Linked DNA regions of Ovis aries: region 1 is linked to region 2. Evidence: chromatin contacts called from public Hi-C data. All regions are on one chromosome and are shown on one strand. Each heading gives the region's core, a stretch centred on a gene start, on an enhancer-like site or on the middle of the called end of the contact. The rest is flanking DNA. Distances are from core to core; before and after follow the strand shown. Region 1 overlaps MAPK1 (mitogen-activated protein kinase 1). Region 2 holds the start of PPM1F (protein phosphatase, Mg2+/Mn2+ dependent 1F).

Region 1 (3,146 bases), core at 469-2,968, 42 kb before region 2:
AAGAAACATTGTACAAAATCCCTATTCACTTAGCAGGCCTCTAATATCAGGAACAAAACAAGAGTCTCTGGCTCACCCCTTCTCTTCAACACAGTATTTGAGGCTCCGGCTGGGGAAGGTAGGCAAGAAAATTAAATAAAAGGCACACAGCAGCAAAGAAGTAAAACTCTCTCTATCTGCAGATGACACAATCGTATATACAGAAAATCCTAAGGAATCCAATCTAAAAAACCACTAGAATTAATTAACAAGGTCAGAAAGTAGAAGAATACAAGCTTAATTTATAAAATATACAATAAAACCAATTGTATGTATTTCCAATGAACATTCCAAAAAAGAAATTAAGAAACCATCTCCAGGGCTTCCCTGGTGGTGCAGTGGTTAGACGCCACCCGCCAACGCAGGAGACAGGCGTTCGACCCCTGTTCCGGGAAGATCCCACACGCCGCAGGACAACTAAGCCACACCTACAGAACCCGGGATCCGCAAATACTGAAGCCCGCAGGCCAGAAAGTCGGTGCCCGGCAACGAGAGGCCACCGCAGCGAGGAGCCTGCACACCCCAGCTGGAGGGCAGCCTCCACTCGCCGCAGCTACAGGAAAGCCCTCGCAGCAAGGGAGACTTGGCACGGCCAGAAGAAAGAAAAAACTAAAACCAACACGTCCACTCACAGTGCCATCAACATAAGATACTTAGCGATAAACTTAACAAACGAGAGGCAAACTTACACTCTAGAACACTTTGCTGGAAGTTTTAATTCAAACAGACAGGAAAATATCACATGTTCGTGGATCAGGAGACAAGATACTGTTAAGATGGCAATACACTCAGAGTTGATGTAAAGATTCAACACCATCTCTGTCAGAAACCCAGACTTTTCTTTGTAGGAACTGACAAGCTGATCCTAAAATTCATGTAGAAATGCAAGGGAATCAGAAAAACCAAGAAAATCTTGCAAAAGAAGGACAGAGTGACAGGAACCACGGTGCCCATCTGAAAAATTTATTGCAAAGCAAGTAACCAAGTCGGTGTGGGGTGTGGTGCTGGCACAAAGAGATACGGACCAGTGAAACAGAGCAGAGGGGAGTCTGGAAACACCCCCATTTCTACGGCGAGCTGGTGCTCCACAAGAGGGGCAAGACCGCTTAGCGGGGAAAGGACAGTCTTCTCGAGGAAGGCTGCTGGGACGACCGGACAGCCACACGCGGCCGGATGGAGCTGGACCCTCACCTCACACCACAGACAGAAATCAACTCTAAATGGAGTGGAGACCTAGATGCGAGAACTAAAACTAAAAAAACCTTTAAAGAAAGCAGAGGGGTTGTCTTATACGTGAGCTGCTAAAACCAGCAAACACTGCTTCACAGACTGGGCAGCTCACAGGCCGCAGACACCTGTTCCTCACAGTTCTGGAGGCTGCAAGTCTGAGACGAGGGCGCCAGCACGGTCGAGTGAGGACTCTGCTCTTGATATGCAGAGGTCTCACCATACTCTCACACTGTATTAGGCTGACCAAAAGTTCTCTGCGTTTTCAATATGATATTAAGGAAAAATTCAAATGAGCCTTTTGGCCAACCCAACTGAAGGGGCCAGAAGCTCTGTGCAGTGTCCTTTACAAAGAGCACTGATCCCGCCCGTAAGTGGACTATGGACCTGCGTGTGTGCAACCGAGGGACAAGTTCCAACCCTGAGAACCAGTTCCAGTGGCCACGGCCCCTCCCTTCAGGCTCTGCTGGGTAAAGAGCTCAGGGGTTGTGGGCGTGAGGAGTGCAGACTGCTATCTGGAGATGAGACAGCGAAGACAGAAGGCGCAAAGGAAGCCCATGCTGCAAAGGGCAAGCAGAGCCCTCCTGCCAGCGGGGGTGCGCAGGCCACCAGGCAGCCCTCTGAGCATCACCGTGTGGGCTCAGCCCGTGAGGCCGCACTGCTGGTAGTTTACTAGAGTTGTGTCGTTTTATAGCTCTGCTGAGCCTTGGAGATCTAGTCAGCAGGCATTAAAATGTGGTACACTTCACATAAAAAGCACTACAGCTTTAAAGCTTAGCCACATAAATTCACACATGGAAGAGTCAGAGCCCTAAGAATCATCAGCACATTTTAAGACAAGTGACGACGACGGAGGACGAGATGGGTGGACAGTGTCACCGACTCGATGCACACGCGGCCGGCAAGCTGTGGGAGCTGGTGATGGACAGGGAGGTCGGCACGCCACAGTCCGTGGGGTCGCAAAGAGTCGGGCACAGCTGAGTGGCTGCACTGAACTGAAGGCAAGTGACATTATGTTAAACAGACACTGCGATGAAATAGTTACAGGAGACAGGAGCACTGAACGTTACAGCTCCATCAGAATAATCCACGATGTCAGTATTTATAAATAGATTACAAACACAGTAAAAGTCGCTCAGTCGTGTTCAACTCTGTGTTCAACGATACAGTCCATGGAATTCTCCAGGCCAGGATACTGGAATGGGTAGCCTTTCCTTTCTCCAGGCGATCGTCCCAACCCAGGGATCGAAACCAGGTCTCCCACACTGCAGGCGGATTCTTTACCAGCTGAGCCACAAGGGAAGACCATGTGGTATCCACTCAAGGCAGCAGATATTAAGTTTCCAACATCTCACTGAAATCTCTATTCTATTTTAGAGAGTTTAAAAAGTCAAATACAGCTGTGTCAGCTACAATTCCATTAGGTGAGTCCATGTAACAGACGACTTCCCTAACCTCCAAGTGACTGGTTCTCCTCCCGGGGAATACAGTGACTTGCTTGCCAAGTGAAACAGGGTGGAAGCGGCGCTGAATGTCTTCCGAGGAGAGATCACGGAAAGGTGCTCTCTGGGGAGAGCTGAGCAGCCATGATGCGGGGAGGACAGACAGGCCTCCACAGGGGAACTGAGCCCGCGCCCCTCAGCTCTCCCCACCATACACAGCAGCACCAAGGTGTCAGCTGGGTGTGGCTGGAAGCAGATACCCCAGCCCAGCTGAAATCCTGGCTGCAACCCTGGGAGGCCCTGAGCCAGAACTGCCCACCAGGCCCACTCCTCCATTCCTAACTCACAGGAAGTGTACGATAAATATTTACTGATTTACTGACAGAAAGCGAAGAGGAACTAAAGAGCCTCTTGATGAGGGTGAGAAAGCCGAGTGGA
Region 2 (3,599 bases), core at 192-2,691:
AGGAGTCAGACACGACTGAGCGACCAAAGGGCGACACGCGACGGACAGCGCATCCTTCCACTCGTCTCAAGCGTGCGGTTGTGCCGCGCTGGGCACACTCACGCTGTGCAAACACCGCTCTCAGGGGTTGACTTCTCATGAGATTGTAACCTGCCCCCCGCCCCGACCCGGTCTCCGGATGTAACAGCACCCTCTATGCGAGGCCCCTTTGAACACAGCTGCTGGCAACATGAGGGCAGAGAGGCGGGTATCAGCTTCCTCCCAACACCCTCTGCAGGTGCAGCCTGAGGCCTGGCCCTGGCCCCTGAAAAGAGGAAGCCAAGACACTCGGTGGAACGCGGTGGGCAGCAGACAGGTCCTACAGACAGTGCTGGCTCCGGGCCACATTAGAAAGGAATTCTAGGAATGAGCCTGCGGAGGTCGGCCTAGCTGTCTGCGTCCTGTTTACCTCTCATGACTGTGCTGACTACAAGCCTGGACTCAGCCGCTCTGCAGTGAAGACACAGGCTCTGGGCGGGCCAGCAAACCCCCACGGAGGCTGCACAGGCAGGAAACGGCCAGGCCGGAATCAGGTGGGGTCATCCCGGCCTTTGTCATTTCCAGTTCAGCGGCAGGGGAAAAAGACTTGATTGTGACCATCGGCCGGATATGGTAGGAAAGGCTGAAATGAGCCTCCAGTTCTACGGCCAGCGCCCCGGGGGGCACAACTCGCCCTCGGAGCCTGCCCCAGGGTATGTCAAGAGGACGTGTGTCACTCAGCACGTGTCCCCGCTGGGTGCCAGGCTGCGGGGCGGGGCCCAGCACTGTCGGGAGGGCCTGGTGCTGTTAGGCCTGGTACGAAGACCCCTACCACGGCCAGCTGCCACTCCCCTGCTGCACAGAGAGGCTGAGGGGCCCGCCTGAAGCCGCACAGCTGCAGCGCGGGGCCTGCGCCTGAGGTTCCATCGTACACGCGTCTGGCTAACGCCGCTGCACGCAGCCCGAGGGCTGGCTGGAAACGGAAACACTGGGATACACTCGGGGCCGGGCCGGGATCGGGGGCCGCCGGGGCGCAGCTGCGGCCCGGCAGAGGTGCGGGGGGCTTGCTGGCGTAGGGGTTTGGGCCAGGGTGCGGAGGGGAGCGCGGGACCCCGGGCAAGCGGGCGCGTTGCGCCTCGGCCCCTCACCGCGCGCCCCGGCTCGGCCCGGAGCTCCCCGCCGCACCCCCGGGCGCGCAGCCCCCAGGCCCGCCCCGGGGCCCCGATCTGCAGCCCCCAGCCCCTCGCGGCCCCCAGCCCCTGGCGACCCCCCAGCCTGCCCTTCTGCCCGCGCCGGCGCACCCCTGCCGTTAGCACCCTGCCCCGCGCCCCGCGCCCCACGATCCCTGCCGGCCTCACCCTCCGCCGCTCGGCCGCTCGGCGTCCGCCTGCCCGCCTGCCCGCCGCTCCGTCCGGCCCCGCCCACTTCCCGTCCGTCCGGCCCCGCCCACTCCGTCTCCGGCCGGCCCCGCCCACTTCCCGTGCGGCCGCGGCGCAGGCGCAGTCGGGCACGGGCCGGCGGGGCCAGCCTCTGCTGCCCCCTGGCGGCCGTCCTGGCGGCCGCCGCCGCAGGGCGCGCGTCTCCTCCGCCCGCGGCGGCCCGGTAGGTGGACAAAGCAACCCCTTCCTCGGGGGCGCCCAGACACTCGGCAGCTTGCACAGTCGAGAGCGGGTCAGCGGCTGTGGAGCGGGGGTGCCACCCGACACTGCCCGGGGCTCACGACCCTTTCAGGGACCCTTAATTTCGTACTGCCACAAACTGAGACACACTTAGTATCTGCAGGCCTGGAGGTCGGAAGCCTGCAGGGTCTCAACGGCCTACGTTCAACGGTCATCAGGGTGCCCTTCCCTTCTGGGGACTCTAGAGGAGAGTCTGTTTTCCCTCCTTTTTCAGCTTCTAACTGCCCCGCCTCTTTTAGCTCATGGTCCCCTACCTTCAGAGCCAAGAAGACCCTTGTGATGACTTTGGGCCACCCAGATGACCCAGGGTTATCTGTTCTAAAGTCAGATGACCAGCCCTAATTCAGCCTGCAGCCCTGGCTCCTCGTCACCAGGTCATCTAAGAGCAGCACAGTTCCAGGGCCCAGGACCCGGACGCCTTCGGGGGGCCGCTTCTCTGCCACCCTAGAGGCCAAAGGAGAAAACTGGGGGCCGTTCTACACAGCTTGTGGGATACTACTTCCCCGACCGGGGACCCACCACGTCCCCGGCCATGGAAGTGGGGAGTCCTAAGCACCGGACCGCCATGGAATTCCCTGGAAGTATTTTAACACCGAAAGATAAAGAACGTTTAGGTCAAAGAAAACGTTTTAATATGTAACATGAATATGTTCATCTTTATATCAACGCAGTTGTGAAGCATAATATAACCTTTTTTGGAAGAGCCCTCAGAAGCCCCACTGGAGCCCTGCCCACCTGACCTCCGGGTGGGCACACGGCCTGTGCCCGGCCCAGGAACTAAGATTCACTACCAGGAGTCTGGAGAACTATGAGTGGGCCGGATTGGAAGGACAGAGACTGGGTACGGGAGGATCTAGAAGGCAGTGGGCATCTGGGCAGAGAAGGCAGGGTGGGGCCCCTTCTCCTCAGGCCTTCCTAGACCCTGTAACCCAACCCCAGCTGCAAGTCAGCATGGTGACCCCAGCAAGGCTGTGGTTAAGTGCTTGTGACGTGTGACCTTTAACATGTTCCTTAGCTGTCCCATGTCGTTTCCGTATCAGGAAAAAGGGGATCAACAGGTGCCAACCTACCCTCCTGGGCTGTTGTGAGACTCTGCCTGTGTTTCTCAAAGTGTACCCAGAACAAGTATGAGGTTTGAGGACCACCGTGTGGGTGAGGGGCTCCCGGGCAGGCCCACACAAGACCCCTCAGAGCACTGATGCCAAGGCCAGCACCGGGAGGTGGTGGGGAAGCAAGGCGTGCTGCCTGGCCAGCAGTGTGCCTCCTCCAGCGGGCACCGGGCCAACCCCACACCCAGGAGCTGACCCGCCCTGTGGCTGGTGTCTGCTCCTCCCACCCCATCCCGCCCGCCTCAGCTCCAGCCCTGGCTCTACTGCTGGGAAAGGAGCCTCCCGTGCGGCCTGGCCCACCAGACCTGAGTTCCAGCCTCCCGGGCGAACCTACAACTCAGGCAGCAGTCCATGTATAGGCACCACAACTCCAACCTGCCCCGCGTGCAGGCTTGCGGAGGCGTTTCACAGGGGCCCCTCAGGCAGAGGCCTGGCAGGGGGCAAAGTCCCAAGGTGGGCATGTGGTGGGCTGAGGGGGGTGCCCTCAGGTGGAGTGGGCACGGGAAGTGGGCAGGTGACCTGAGTCCTGCAGGTGGTGTGGCCCCCGACCCTGCCATCTGCTGCCAGCCACCTCTGCCTGAGGGGACACATTTGAGAACTGGAAGGCGAACAGGTCTGGGGTGCTAGGGTCACATGCAGGCCCCCCCCACGCACACCCACGCAATGGGCAGTGGGTGGAGTGAGGGCCAACACGCAGGGAGGTGCCCCCCCCAGCCTAGGACAGCTGGGCATGGGCGGCAGGGGCTTCTTGCCTCCCTGGCGGCCAGGCACCCTGACATAGGGACACTGTGCC

The links. A called contact is a pair of places that touch in the nucleus more often than the background predicts.
Region 1: a Hi-C map of liver shows a contact between it and region 2, with 2.2 times the contacts expected there. The contact joins the enhancer-like site here to the promoter of PPM1F in region 2. A contact is called at or near these places in 4 of 16 Hi-C or Micro-C datasets (blood, hypothalamus, liver and 1 more).

Annotation. Positions count from the first base shown.
Region 1 is chr17:72,049,978-72,053,123 of ARS-UI_Ramb_v3.0, reverse strand. The region is part of intron 2 of MAPK1 (mitogen-activated protein kinase 1); the gene reads right to left. Among named protein-coding and RNA genes, the nearest start is that of MAPK1, 16 kb to the right of the region's middle. Within about 2 kb of position 1,718, at least 5 of the 54 cell types and tissues checked have an H3K27ac peak or open chromatin away from gene starts, as enhancers often do. A contact at or near this core is called in liver, where this site is marked.
Region 2 is chr17:72,006,885-72,010,483 of ARS-UI_Ramb_v3.0, reverse strand. It overlaps PPM1F (protein phosphatase, Mg2+/Mn2+ dependent 1F), which reads right to left and starts at 1,441. Exons shown (of 8, transcript XM_027956865.3): 1 at 1,377-1,441. TOP3B (DNA topoisomerase III beta) reads right to left here. Exons shown (of 18, transcript XM_042234176.2): 18 at 2,307-3,599.